2 separate regions of the Rattus norvegicus genome follow, and region 2 is linked to region 1. A link is a contact called in public Hi-C data. All regions are on one chromosome and are shown on one strand. The core of a region is the stretch at or near the end of the contact, and the rest is flanking DNA. Distances in the headings are between cores, read along the strand shown. Region 1 holds the start of Dicer1 (dicer 1 ribonuclease III). Region 2 holds the start of Glrx5 (glutaredoxin 5).

Region 1 (6,473 bases), core at 1,342-3,841:
TCTCTGCCACGGCTTCTCTCCTAGTCTCCTCCTGTCTCTTCCCCCTCCCTCAAACTTTTCTCCCGCCCATCCTTCCTTCTCGCCCAATGACAGGCCTCGTTCTATCCTGTACCGGCCTTCACCTGTATTTTATGAATTAAATGGGGAGAAGGTTCTGGTGAAATCACGTGAGTCCTGAGTATGTGACTGGGCAGCCGTCCTTGGGGCTGGCCTTGGTCTGTGATTTTGCCTTCTTAACCTTCTCCTCACACTGGGACAGTCCAAGCCCATTTTTTTTTTTTTTTTTAAAGACAGAGCCGAGTGGTGGTGGTGCACGCCTTTAATTCCAGCACTTGGGAGGCAGAGGCAGTCGGATCTTTATGAGTTCAAGGCCAGCCTGGTTGGTGTACAGAGCAAGTTCCAGGACAGCTCAAAACAGATGGACCATATTGCCCTCAAGTTAAAGAGAAAGATAAATAAATCAGAAACATCTGCTAATGGACAAGCCTGGTTGGTCTTTTAAAAAACTATCTTTATTTTTGTGATGTGTATGTGTTGGGGGTTGGGGGTGGGGGATAAGAGGATAACTTTGAAGAGCCAGTTCTGGTTCCACCTTTGTGGGGTTCTGGGATTTGATCTCAGGTTTTTAGGCTTGCAGTGCAAGTTCTTTTACCCACCGAACCATCTTGCTGGCTTTGAGCTGGTCCTGAGGGACTATGGAAGGACAACAGGAAGGAACATCAATTTTATCCACCCATAATTCTGCTGCCAGTATCCGTCATCATTACCCTATACCTTCACCAGATTCCATGCTGCTTTATTTATAAAGGACCAATTTCTCCTTTTTTAAATTTATTTATTTATATTATGTATGTGAGTATATTTTGTTTTAAATTTCTTTCTTCAATTTTTAAAAAGATTTATTTATTTATTATATGTAAGTACACTGTACCTGTCTTCAGACACACCAGGAGAGGGCATCAGATCCCATTACAGATGGTTGTGAGCCACCATGTGGTTGCTGGGAATTGAACTCAGGACCTCGGGAAGATCAGTCAGTGCTCTTAACTGCTGAGCCATCTCTCCAGCCCAAGGACTAACTTCGAAAACCCTGTATGTCTTCACTAGGAAGAGCTATTGCCCATAGTACTTTAACACATCACAAAGATGCTTGTGAACATGAACAGCCAAAAACATTTATTTCCTCATTTACCCATGGCTGAAGGTCAAGCTAACTCATGATCAATACATGACCAGAATTTGAGCACAGGACTGAATGAGCACACCTGCTTGGGAGACAGCATAAGATTCAAGTCTCAGATGTTCACATCCTAGCTGCAGAGTAAGTGGAGTTTAAACCATTTTTTTCTTTAAAATGGGAGTCATATAAGGTGTACAGGCCTATGAGCTTTAAATTCAACGCTAGTCCACGGAGCTTAAAAATTTCGAGTGCTCACACAGTGGTTCTCAAACCTGTTGGTCTCGATCTTTTGAGGGAGGGTTCAAACGACCCTTTCCTCGGGGTCACCTAAGACCACTGGAAGACATATTACAATTCATTATAGTAGCAAAATTGCAGTTATGAAGTAGAACGAAAATAATTTTATGACTTGGGGGCGGTCATCAAAACTTGAGGAATTGCGTTATTGGGAATGTTGAGAACCATTGCATTTACAGGAATAGACGGGGCTGGGGAGCTGGCTCAGAGGTTAGGAGCCTCCTGTCGTGAAATCATGAGGATCCGTGCCGCGCATCTCACACACAATCACAGACACACAAATAAATAGATGAACGTATCTTAATTTTTATAAAAAGCCGGGTATGATGGCACACACCAACTGAGAGGCGGAGGCAGTTGGATCTCTGAGTTTGAGGCCAGCCTGGTCTACATAGCGAGACCAGCTTTCAAAATAATAGTAATAAGAAAATGAAACAAACGACACTAGTATTTATTCTAATAAACAAACCACTACAATTTGTTAAAGATTAACCTTAATTCGGAGAGGTAACAAGCACTATGTGGAACTGGTGGCCATCCAGTTGGATACACTTCAGATGGACAGCGAAGTGCTTCCAGGGGCGGAGAGAAGCCCAGGGCTAGAACTGTCCATTCTTCACCTGGAATACAACAGTCTATCCGGAAGTCCTTTCCAAGATGCATGGAGGTCGGGGAGGCTACACTAAGATGGTTTTCTTTAAGTCGGTCTCTTTATTCCTTTGAACTCAGCAAGCTCAGCCTTAGCAAATCTGCACGCCGAGGGCATTTTAAATTGGTTTTGAGGGATGGCCAAAGGGCCCAGTTCTGAGGACTCAAAGAACGTTGCAATGGGGTTTGCGGCTGGGGGCGATGGGTCTGCGAGGGTGCCATCATCCAGGAGAGAGAGTCGCCAGAGCCGGGAGGCTACTCTAGACCAAGCCCGGACCGGACTTGGTACAGGACTCCAGCCCGCCGGCTGGCTGACTGCGTTACAGAGCTCGGTCTTCGCATTGGGCCTCATTCACCGCCTCGGACTGAGTCCGCTGTCTCCCAGCTCCTGAGTGGCTGGAGGGTCGGGATTAACCTTTCACCTCCGCGCCCCGACCAATCACAGGACGGCTTTCATGCGGCCGCAGGGCGAGCAACCGAGGGGGCGCGGAGCGGCGGCGCGACGCCGGTGGGATTCTCCAAGCCGCTGTGCGCCGTCGCCGCGGGCCGAGCGCGGGCTGCGGGCGAGCAGGGCGCTGCGCAGTCTCCGCAGGCGCGGGCGGGAGGGGTCGGGACGCGGCGCGGTGCGGTGCGGGCGGCTCCGGGCCCAGGTGAATGGAGTAACCTGACAGCGGGAACGAGGCGACGGCGAGCGGCAGGAAATGGCGGCGGCGGCGGCGGCGCCGGGCGGCACCGGGAGGCCTGGGCTGTGACGCGCGCGCCGGAGCGGGGTCCGATGGTTCTGGAAGGCCCGCGGCGCCCAGTGCTGCAGGTGAGGCGGGCTCCCGCTGGGCCGCTTTGTGTCCGGGCCCGGGGAACAGCAATGCACGGCCCGCCTCTTGCGCCAGGCCCGCGCGGGCGCCTGGAGCAGGCCGCGACGCCGAGCCCGGGTAGATGAAGGTCCACGCGGGCCTCTCCACGTCCCAGCCCTGGGAGGAGCGGGCTTTGACAGGTCCCGTTCCGCGTTCGAAGCCCGGGAGAAGACAGGAGGTATCCACGCGGGCCGGCGTCCCGGGAGCGACCCGGGCCTGCCAAATGGCGCTGGACCCCTGGATGTCTCAGAGGATCAGGAGGGGGACAAGGCCTCCGCGAGGTGCGGGCTGGAGCCCTGGGAAGGATTGTTGTGTGTTTATTGGCAGGTGACCAAAGCTGGCCCTAGGGGGTGGGTGGCTCAGGCTGTGTTTCGTGCCCCTCCCCTTTCTGGTCGCTGTGCCTTTAAGGGGCTTTCGTTTGGCCAAATCAGTGTACATTTCAAGTTAACAAACCAAATTGGTGTGGATTGCCTAGCAGAACTGAGCTGCCCTTATGACTTTGCCTGCAGGACAGCGCCAGTGTTCTGAAGACTTGCCCAAATGGATGGATGAATGATTGGGAGTCTGTGATCTATATGGACCTTGCCTTTATGAGTAGAGTTGTGGCTAAAGGGTTAATTACCGATATATGATGACCTAAGTATTATGATGCTCAAGTGTTGAAAGACATCATCTGCTGAAAGAGACTTACTTGGGACTTCCTGAGTTTCCGAATCTTTGCAGTCTTGGTTGTCAGTTTTCTGAGGAGCCTCACAGTGTGCCAGTAGAAAAGAATGCAATTCAAGAGTTAAGAAACTTGGGAAATGTTTTTTCAAACCTGCTGTAAAATAGGATCACTGAGTTGGAAATTCATTGGTATAAACATTGTTTTCTAGGTAAAAATTTTCATTGTAACCAAAGTTTTACTAAAAGGGGAATTCTGGGTAAGGCTTGTAGCAAATGGTAGTTTGGACACTTTTGGAAATAATCTTTTTGATATCTTGGGAGACTGAGTTGTGGATAATCTGTTTCTCTTTTTAGGCTACCTGTGAAATGTGCAGTGTAAGAAGTGCACACATGCTTACGGTTGGAGTGTACTGAACTGTCAGCACCAAGGGCAGCTTTTAATGATCAGTGTGGTAGCTTAAGTCTGTGAATTTACTCGTGGTTCCAAAAGATGTCTCGGTTGGCTTTAACTGGGTGATAAAAGACCTTGCAACTACATTAGTAATGTGGTTGTCTTTATGGCCCTCGCAGGGCACTGCATTTTGGCAGCGTTTCTGGGTAGGAGTTGTATAGCTGGGCTGTTTTGTCTGTTGTTGACCTATCTTGTTTTGGTTTTAGAAGTATTTTGGTGTCGTTCATTTTTGTCTTTCTTGACCCCAGGAAGTTTCTGCCTCAGCCTCTGGGGTACTGGGATTACAGGCCTGACACTCTTGGTTCTGATTGGAGAGTGGTTTTGTGGTGGCATGTATGTCTAGGTGTAACTCTGCTTTCCAGGGGGGATAACCTTTATAGCATTGTGTCACACTATTGCCATATCTTCCTCTTTGCCACTGTCTGATGCTGTGAGCTGGAGATGTCAGTTGAGAGGGTGGGTGTGCTCCTTAAGGATTTCCTCCCTGCAGCCTACATAGGCTGATCTTTGGAGAGAAGGAGGACATTTGGGAACACTCATCAGTCTGTGCCAAGATGTGTCAGGCTCTTTTCACAGAGTCTCATTGAATTCTCAGTGCCTTCATGCAGCGTCCTTCTTCCTGGTTTTACACACGAGGGAAGTGAGACTCTGATGATTGCTTCAGACTGTGAGTCTACCTGAGTCTTGACTGTTTGAATCATGATTTGGTTTCAGAATGCCTGCATGCCTGCTCCTCAAAATGTGCTGTCCAAGTGGATTTTAGGCAGACTGCACTAAGTGGGATCTGTCCTCAGTACAGGTGGCGTGAGGGAAGCTCTGGCCCACTGAGAGAGTCAGGTGTCCTCTGCTTGTCTAAACGTTTGCAGTTGCTTTAAAATGTGACAGGATACTCATTGCAGTTTTAGCCATTAAGTGTACAGTGCAGCACATTCGGGTTTGCAGGTGTCACACGGTCCTCCTCCAGATTTCCCTCATTGGGACACTGATCCACATTCCGCCCTTCACGACTAAGCGACCATTGTTTGCTCTTTTCCTTGTCTTTGAGTTTGGCTGTGCTAGGAGCCTCATGTAAGGGTAGCCATTGAGGATTTGTCCTTTGGTGCTGGTGTACTGACACCTAGCATATGCCTTTGGGCTTCATGTGAGTGTGCATCTTTCTCCTCACTTTGAAAGGCTGAAACTCTCGTATGTACAGATGGTCCTTAGCTTATCATGGTTTGATGACAGTTTTTAGCCTTAAGCTTTGTGAGAAGACCATTTACAGCAGACACTTCTTTAATTGTGAAGTTTTGACTCTTTCCTGTCCCAGTCAGCCATGTGATCATGAGGTGTAGCCAGTGATACCTTACATCATGCTTTGTTGTTCAGCCAGAAAGTTTGACATGCCAAGTACACACGTCCGTTCCTCAGTTCTGCATTTTCAACTTAGAAGGGGTTTCTAGGGCCTCTAAAGTTGGAGGAGCACCTTGTATGCCTTGTTCTGCTTTTCCAGCCATCTGTGGATGGTGGCTGTGGCTGCCATCCTTTACTTTTGAGTAGTTGCTGTGAGGATAGATATGCATAGCACCATTCAGACCCCACTGTCATCCCTTCTCTTGGCATATACCCCAAAGTGGTCACATTGCATGTTGACCATCAAAACACTAGGCTTAGGTTCCTTCCAGATTCTTAATTTCCTACGAATAGTCCCTCTGGGTCAATAAAAGACTAGAGTCTTCTCCAAGTCTGGGAGTTACTGATTTTTAGAATTCTGGTTCTTATCACCGTATGGCAAACAGGGATTCTTATCATTGAATTTGTTCAATGGATCAGCAGGCTGTTATACCCTAATGGAGCCAGAGGAAGGGGCTACTAAGGTTTCTGTGTACTTTGTGCAAATAGAAAGTCAAAGCCAGGTGATTATTTTGTTTACCTTAGGCTTTGTGTGTGAGCACTCAAGAGTTTAGCTCATCCTGTGTGTGTGTGTGTGTGTGTGTGTGTGTGTGTGTGTGTGTGTGTTTTCTTTGGAGTATCTTCCAAGTAGGCTGTCTTCTTTGGAGGCAACATGACTTTGGTAGTGTTCTACCTCTCTAGTTTGTGCCTCTTGGTCTTTTTAGCCGTTTCCTGATTCTTTGATGCTTACCAGTATTTCTTCTAAAGAGACTTTGGTTTTTATCTACTCATAGATGAGCATTTGTGTGTTTATTCCGTGTTCTTTGGGAAGGGATGTAGAGCATTCTTACAATAAGAAGGTGTTTTTAAGGTCTGAGTGTAGCGGTGCCTGTGTAGGACGCTCCATGAATGGAGGAGTAGGCAGAGCTTCAACAAAGATAACTCACAGCCCAGATGCACTTGTGGAGCGTTCACTTGTCTGCTTTGTTTTAACTTGCCAAAGTGCAAG
Region 2 (6,062 bases), core at 350-2,849, 300 kb before region 1:
TGGAAAGCCGTCAGGTTTAATAATAAAGTTGCTGCCACTTAGTGGGTGCCTCTCGGGCCAGAGAGGATGGCATTATATACAGTATGGAAGGGAAAGGAGGAATTCCCACAATGCAGTGCAGTCTGGCTTTGAACTGGTGATCCCCCTGCCTCTGCCTGCAGAGAACTGGGGCTACAGAAGTGAGTTTCTATGCCCAGCTATAGTTTTTATCGTCTCTCGTTTCCTCACGGACTCTGCCAGGTTCAGGGTCATAATTCTTCATTTTACTTATGGCTGTGCTGCAGACCAATCACAGACCATTCCAAAGCAAACCTGATCTCCACAGCCCCAGCCTCAAGAAGAATGACCATACCACGATGAATAGCTATAATTAGTAATTTCAAACGCTGCATACTCCATTCTCATAGAAAAGGCTCCTTTCAGCAGTGACCAAACCAGAGCACCAGGTCAGTAAGAAGACTGGGGGGATTTCTAGAATGCGGGGTTCCCCAGATACCACTGAAGGAGGAGCAGGGAGAGGGGAGAGGGCAGCTTTTTCATTACTCGGCCCACCCTGACCAATTCTTGCCAAGGATCAGGACCAAATCCCTGGCCTTTCTCTTCCCCTGCTCAGAGTAAGCAAAAGACTGAGAGAAAGGATTTCAACTAGACTTCAGGACTCAGTCTCTTTGCCTTGGGGTTAGTGAAAAGCAACAGGTTTGGCTGTTCTGCTCTCTGCCCTTTGGCCCCCAACCTTGCTGCAGTTCGGGGGTCAGAAGTCTTAGTGGCTTTCTCTTCCCGCTGTGTCTCTACCATGTTCACACAGGGTTCTTTGGTGCTACAGTCCCTAAAAACCAAAGTCCGTGTCTTTCCCAACGTTGAGTCCAGCTAGACTATGGTGAAACCTCTGCGGCAAGAAGACAGTCCCTGACCCTCGGTGCCTTAAACATTAGAGGTCAGCCTCTGACCTCGTTAGGCACACACAGGCAAGCCTGAGACCTCCTCCCTACATAGGCGGCATCAGTCCCTCACCTAGCAAGTAGGCTGCTGGCTTCCAAGCCCTCCAAGTGTCCCCAAGGTACTCGCTGTGAGTCCCCCTCTCAGACAGCCAGTCCCCAATCTACCTGTTCTGACGGATCACGCTTCGGACTACCCCACACCTATGCAGCCAGGAACATCTCTCCCCGAGAGGGGCCGAGGCGAACCCTCCCTCCGCCCAGGTGGCTTCGCAACTAGGGAGGGCCCTTACTCCTCGAGATCTGCTCAAGTTCACCGCGCCCTCGTCGCCAGGTCCCACGGGCCTGACCTTGCCTCAGCTCCGGGTCCTCCAGCACGTTGTAGGCCGCATAGTCGCGGACTCCGTGCAGCCGCAGGATCTGTACCACGGCGTTGCTGAAGCCGCACTGGGGCTGCTCGGGCGTCCCCTTGAGGAACACCACCACCTTGTCCTTCTTCACCAGCGCGTCCAGCTGCTCCGCCTGGCCGCCCGAGCTTGCTGCCCGCACGCCGGCTCGGGGCAGGACTCCGCCACCCGCGCCGCGCCCCCAGCGGAGCAGAGCCGCGGCCGCCCGGCTCAGGGACGCGCTCATGCCCGCTCGCTGATCACCGCTTCTGCGGCCACCCGAGGGCTTACAGAGCCCTTGGTGTCCGGCCGGCCCACTGGAAGTTCTCATTGGATAGGCTCTGGGATGAGTCTCGTGATTGGACAATACTGGCTCAATTCCACCAATCATATCGCTTACACCGTAACGGTGGGCCTTCCCTGGGAGCCGCATCCTACAGGCTTGCTAGTGAGCCTGGACGACCACTTTGCGTGTTGATTGGACAAACTGGACGTCCGTCAGTAAAGGACAGCAAGAGGTGTGACTACAGGAAGACGGCTTTCCTCCAGCGTGCGTTCGAGGCCTGCAGGGAAAAGCCAGGATGACAGGGCAGGCGCAAGGCGGGGCTTCTGCCGCCCGCGGCACGCCGGGAAGGAATCACGTCAGACGCAGTTTCCGGTTCCGTTTGCGGCGACTGATTTTTAAGGTAATGCGGTCCGATAGTCCTGCGAAGGCGTGCGCCAGAGAGGTGGTGGGCCTTCACGCATCACTAGCTGAGGTGAGCCGCCAACTTGGCGTATACTGACCAGCCTCGAACCCGCCATGCACGTGGACAGCCAAGCCGTGTGCTGCTGCCTCACGTGGAGTCTTCCTCTAGAATGATCTTTTAGCATAAAAATATCATTATTGTGTATGTATGATCTATGTGCATACACCTGCCACAGCGTGTGAATAGAAGTCAGAAGACAACTTTGTGTGGTCAGATCCCTACTTCCGCCTATTATAAAGGATCCAGTGATGGAACTCTGGGGTGCAGGGTAAGTCCCTTGACACTCTGAGCCATCTCCCTGGCCTCTAGAATGATGTTCTTATCCTACAAACGTGTAAAGTACTCTAGCTGTGGGACGGCTGTCTTTGGGGTCTCGGTGACCCTTCTGCCCACATAACCCCCTGTTGCTGGGGTCAGGACCGTTTATTGAAAGAACTAAGAAATTGGAGGTTGCTGAACCCTGTGACCGTTGTCTGCAAAGTTCCTTGCCTACTAAGAGGCTGAGATAAGAGGATCTGTTGAACTCAAGATTTCTAAATAAACCTGGGCCATACAGCAAGATCTTTTAAAGAGGAGAAACAGAAAGTATGAGGATATAGGTCAGTAGTAGGTCGCTTTCCGAGTGTAAGCGACGTCTGAGTTCCACCCCCATGCATACAGACAGTAATAAAAGAGAGTGTTCTGTCAGTGATGATCGCCCATGGGTAGAGCGCTTGCACATCTGGGGACGGTGCAGAAGAATAAGCAGGCTAGTTGTTTGCTTTGCCCTCTCCATTTTATATATTGCTTGGCATGTACTTCCCCTTAGAACAGAGCCCCAGACATGGTCGGTGCTCACACTGGTAGCACGGGGATCCAGATCCTGGCCAGCAGGACTCAGTGGCCCTCTATCTAATCTGTAGTCTTGGACCTGCGCTGGGTTGGTGGTACCCTCGAGCACACCAGACTTGCAGAAAAAGCATACTCCAGAGGAAGCTGAGGCATGCCTGCTCGAGAGCCAGCGGTTCCATGTGCAATTTTCCTCTGATAAATCCTGGGTACTGTTGCCACGGTGATAATGACTGTGCCGTGTCATTGTCGATCCACCAACAGTCAGAGAAGCTTTGCAGTCAAGATATTGTTTAGCAGACGGAGCGGTTTCTGTTGGACACTAAGTGCTGCTACAAGACCTCGAGTTACTAACGGTGTTGCTGGAAGTGGCCCGTTTGCACCTGGGGAGTGAATGTAAAAATCAGAGAGTGTACACACATGACCCGTGGAGCCCGCTAGGTCGAGGCTCCGCTGGAAACCCGAGCCACGGGGAAACTGAAGACAGATGGGAACCGCCTAGCGGATTCCTTGTCGTTGTGTTGAGTCCTGTTCCTTTTCTGATGGCAAGCCCCAAACTAAAACCTTGTTCTTTCACAGATTCCAGACACCGTACAAAGATGTTTGCAAGAAAAGCAGAGGTAAAAATAGCTGCTCCAAAAGTCAGACACCTGTGTGGGTTAAGTCACCCCAGCATCCGGGAGCTTTTATTCATTCTTACATTGCTGTAAGTAGTTTTAAATAAATAAATAAATAAATAAATAAATAAATAAATAAAGGAAGCCGTGTGTCTGGTTTTCATTCTTACATCGCTGTAAGTAGTTTTAAATAAATAAATAAATAAATAAATAAATAAATAAATAAATAAGGGAAGCCGTGTGTCTGGTTGGCTTTGGTGCTCCCTGGGTGAAGGGGAAGAATTTGCAGACTGTTCTGGTGACCTGGACGCAGAGCAGTGGTGATAAACAGCATGCTGCTAACTATTAGTAGTAACAATATTCCTGGCCAAAAAAAAAAAAAAAACAAAAACCAGCTTAAGGGAGTAAGAATCTCACGGCTTGAGGATATAGACTTTGTCTCACAGCTTGAGGGTATAGACTTCATGGCAGGACAGACAAGCCGGCTGGTGCCTGTTGCTGCTGGTCCCACAGCATCCACAGTTGATGCAGAAGAGGAAAGCTGCTGTCCAGCTGATTCCAAGTCCCCACCCTACAGGTCAGCGGGTCCTCTCCCTACTTAAACCCTTCTGGAAACATCCTCATAGACACATCCTGAAGAGTTCTCATGATTGTAAATCCTGTGGAGGTGTCAATAGCTGACTTTATGTACAGTTAGTTGGCCTAGGAAAGATTTTTCTCTTTAAGTCATCAGATATCTAATACAGCTGTCGTGTGACATTAAAGTGAGCAGGTGGGAAGATCGCTGAGCCCCATGTTTCAGAAATGCAGCTCTGGCACTGCTGGGCATAGTGACACACGCCTTTGATCCCAATACTTGGGAGGTATAAGCACGTGGATCTGAGTTCAAGGCCAGCTCAGTCTACAGAGTGAGTCCCAATCCAACCAAGGATACACAATTTTAATAAAGCTATCTTAAAGTATGTGTGTGGTGTATAACACTGCTTTGGAAAGCTTTAGAAATCTTAAAACGAATGTGAAAAAAGTACACTTCTAAAGCGGTCGTCAGAACTGTGCTCTGAACAACTTGTGTATCGCCGTGACGTGTATCCTCAGCGGGGAAGCGGGATGGGAGTTTGCTTTCAAGGATCCTAGGATTTGGGCAAAACAACGTAGTTGGACCCCAAAATTCACCTTGGGAATATGTGACTCAGGCATCTCACAGTGTCTCTCCTTCCCTTGCGTTCAGACGAGGCTTTTCTATATCTAGTAAAAAGTGTTCTTTTCTGTTCACCTCCCAAAGCACCATGAAGCCAGTGAGAATGGCGATGGAATCTTCGTCTTCTGTTTCTCAGCCCCAGACCTACCAGAGTGGGGACTGTGGAGCTGAGTGGGCTCCAGCCCCTGCCCCCTTTCTTTCTCTGACACCCAGTGCCACCACCATATGTCCTTTACAGTAACCAGCTTTAAGAAGAGGGGAGGCAGGGCTAGAGGGAAGGCTCATTGGTTAAGAGCACTGGCTGCTCTTGTAGAGGTCCTGGATCCAATCCTTGTACCCACCTTGTATCTCACAACTTTCTGTAACTCTGGTTCCGGGGAATCCAACACCCTCTTCTAGCCTCTGGTGCACAGACATGCATGCAGGCAAAACACTGGTACACAATAAGCAAAAGGGGGTCGGGTGTGCTTATACACCAGGTGACATGAGTGTGTCTGGCCCTACTGTCCAGAGCTTTGAAGGTGCTGCCCTAAGAGAAAAGTGGCTCTCTGGGTTACAGTGATGGAGCCACCAAACATTCCTACAGTGAAGATGGCTCTTGGGACCCAGAAACCTACAAACCGAGCTGAAACCTGACCCACCCCTGTGAGACACTTAACAGAGCATCGACTCAGCCACACATTAATCTGATGCCCAGACAACAGCTAAATGGAATGTGGAAACCCAGGCAGAGCCAGCCTTCCCAAGAGGTAGCAATGCCTTTTGAGTGTTGACTCCCTTTACCTCCAACACAGCTAGTTTATATTTTATTTTTAGCTTGGCTATGGTTTAATTTTTGTTTCTTGAGATAGCCTTGCCATTAGAGCCTAGTCAGGCTCTAGAATTGGATCCTCCTGCCTCAGCTTCCCTGGAATTACAGGTATGTACTGCCGTGCCCAGAGCTTCTGTCAGTACCTAACTGATCTTAGATAACCTATTCCCTACATAGAGGATTCTGGCTGGCACAGGTTCTTGCTTTGCCTGAACCAGGAGTGACTGTGTATGTGGAGAAAGATGGCATGCTACAACTGGATTAGGTCAGCTGAGGATAGACCACGAAGAAGGTATACATAGGCTAGACCATGGAGAAGATATACATTGTGAAGAGCTGGAGGGTCATCCTGGGATCTGGAGTGGGAGGGTGTGGTCCTGGGTTCTAGTCCTAAGCATACCGAGCATTGAGTTTTCATCCTTGAGTTTTCCCACGCATCTATTTTCTCTCCTTGTGTTTTTGAGAATGGCTACTGTAGGCTGTGTGTATTTCAAGCTTTGTTCGAGTGGTGCGGTAAATCGCTCTGCTGTGTTTCCCT

The links. Hi-C and Micro-C count contacts between places; a contact is called where the count stands out from the background.
Region 2: a contact with region 1 is called in a Hi-C map of liver, with 4 times the contacts expected there. The contact joins the promoter of Glrx5 here to the promoter of Dicer1 in region 1. A contact is called at or near these places in 4 of 12 Hi-C or Micro-C datasets (frontal cortex, kidney, liver and 1 more).

Annotation. Positions count from the first base shown.
Region 1 is chr6:129,453,370-129,459,842 of GRCr8, reverse strand. Dicer1 (dicer 1 ribonuclease III) reads left to right here and starts at 2,591. Exons shown (of 27, transcript NM_001427215.1): 1 at 2,591-2,936.
Region 2 is chr6:129,748,731-129,754,792 of GRCr8, reverse strand. Glrx5 (glutaredoxin 5) reads right to left here and starts at 1,599. Exons shown (of 2, transcript NM_001108722.1): 1 at 1,286-1,599. The coding sequence starts at 1,568. LOC134479255 (a long non-coding RNA gene) reads left to right here and starts at 1,963. Exons shown (of 2, transcript XR_010052351.1): 1 at 1,963-2,338; 2 at 3,478-3,659. It also overlaps Scarna13.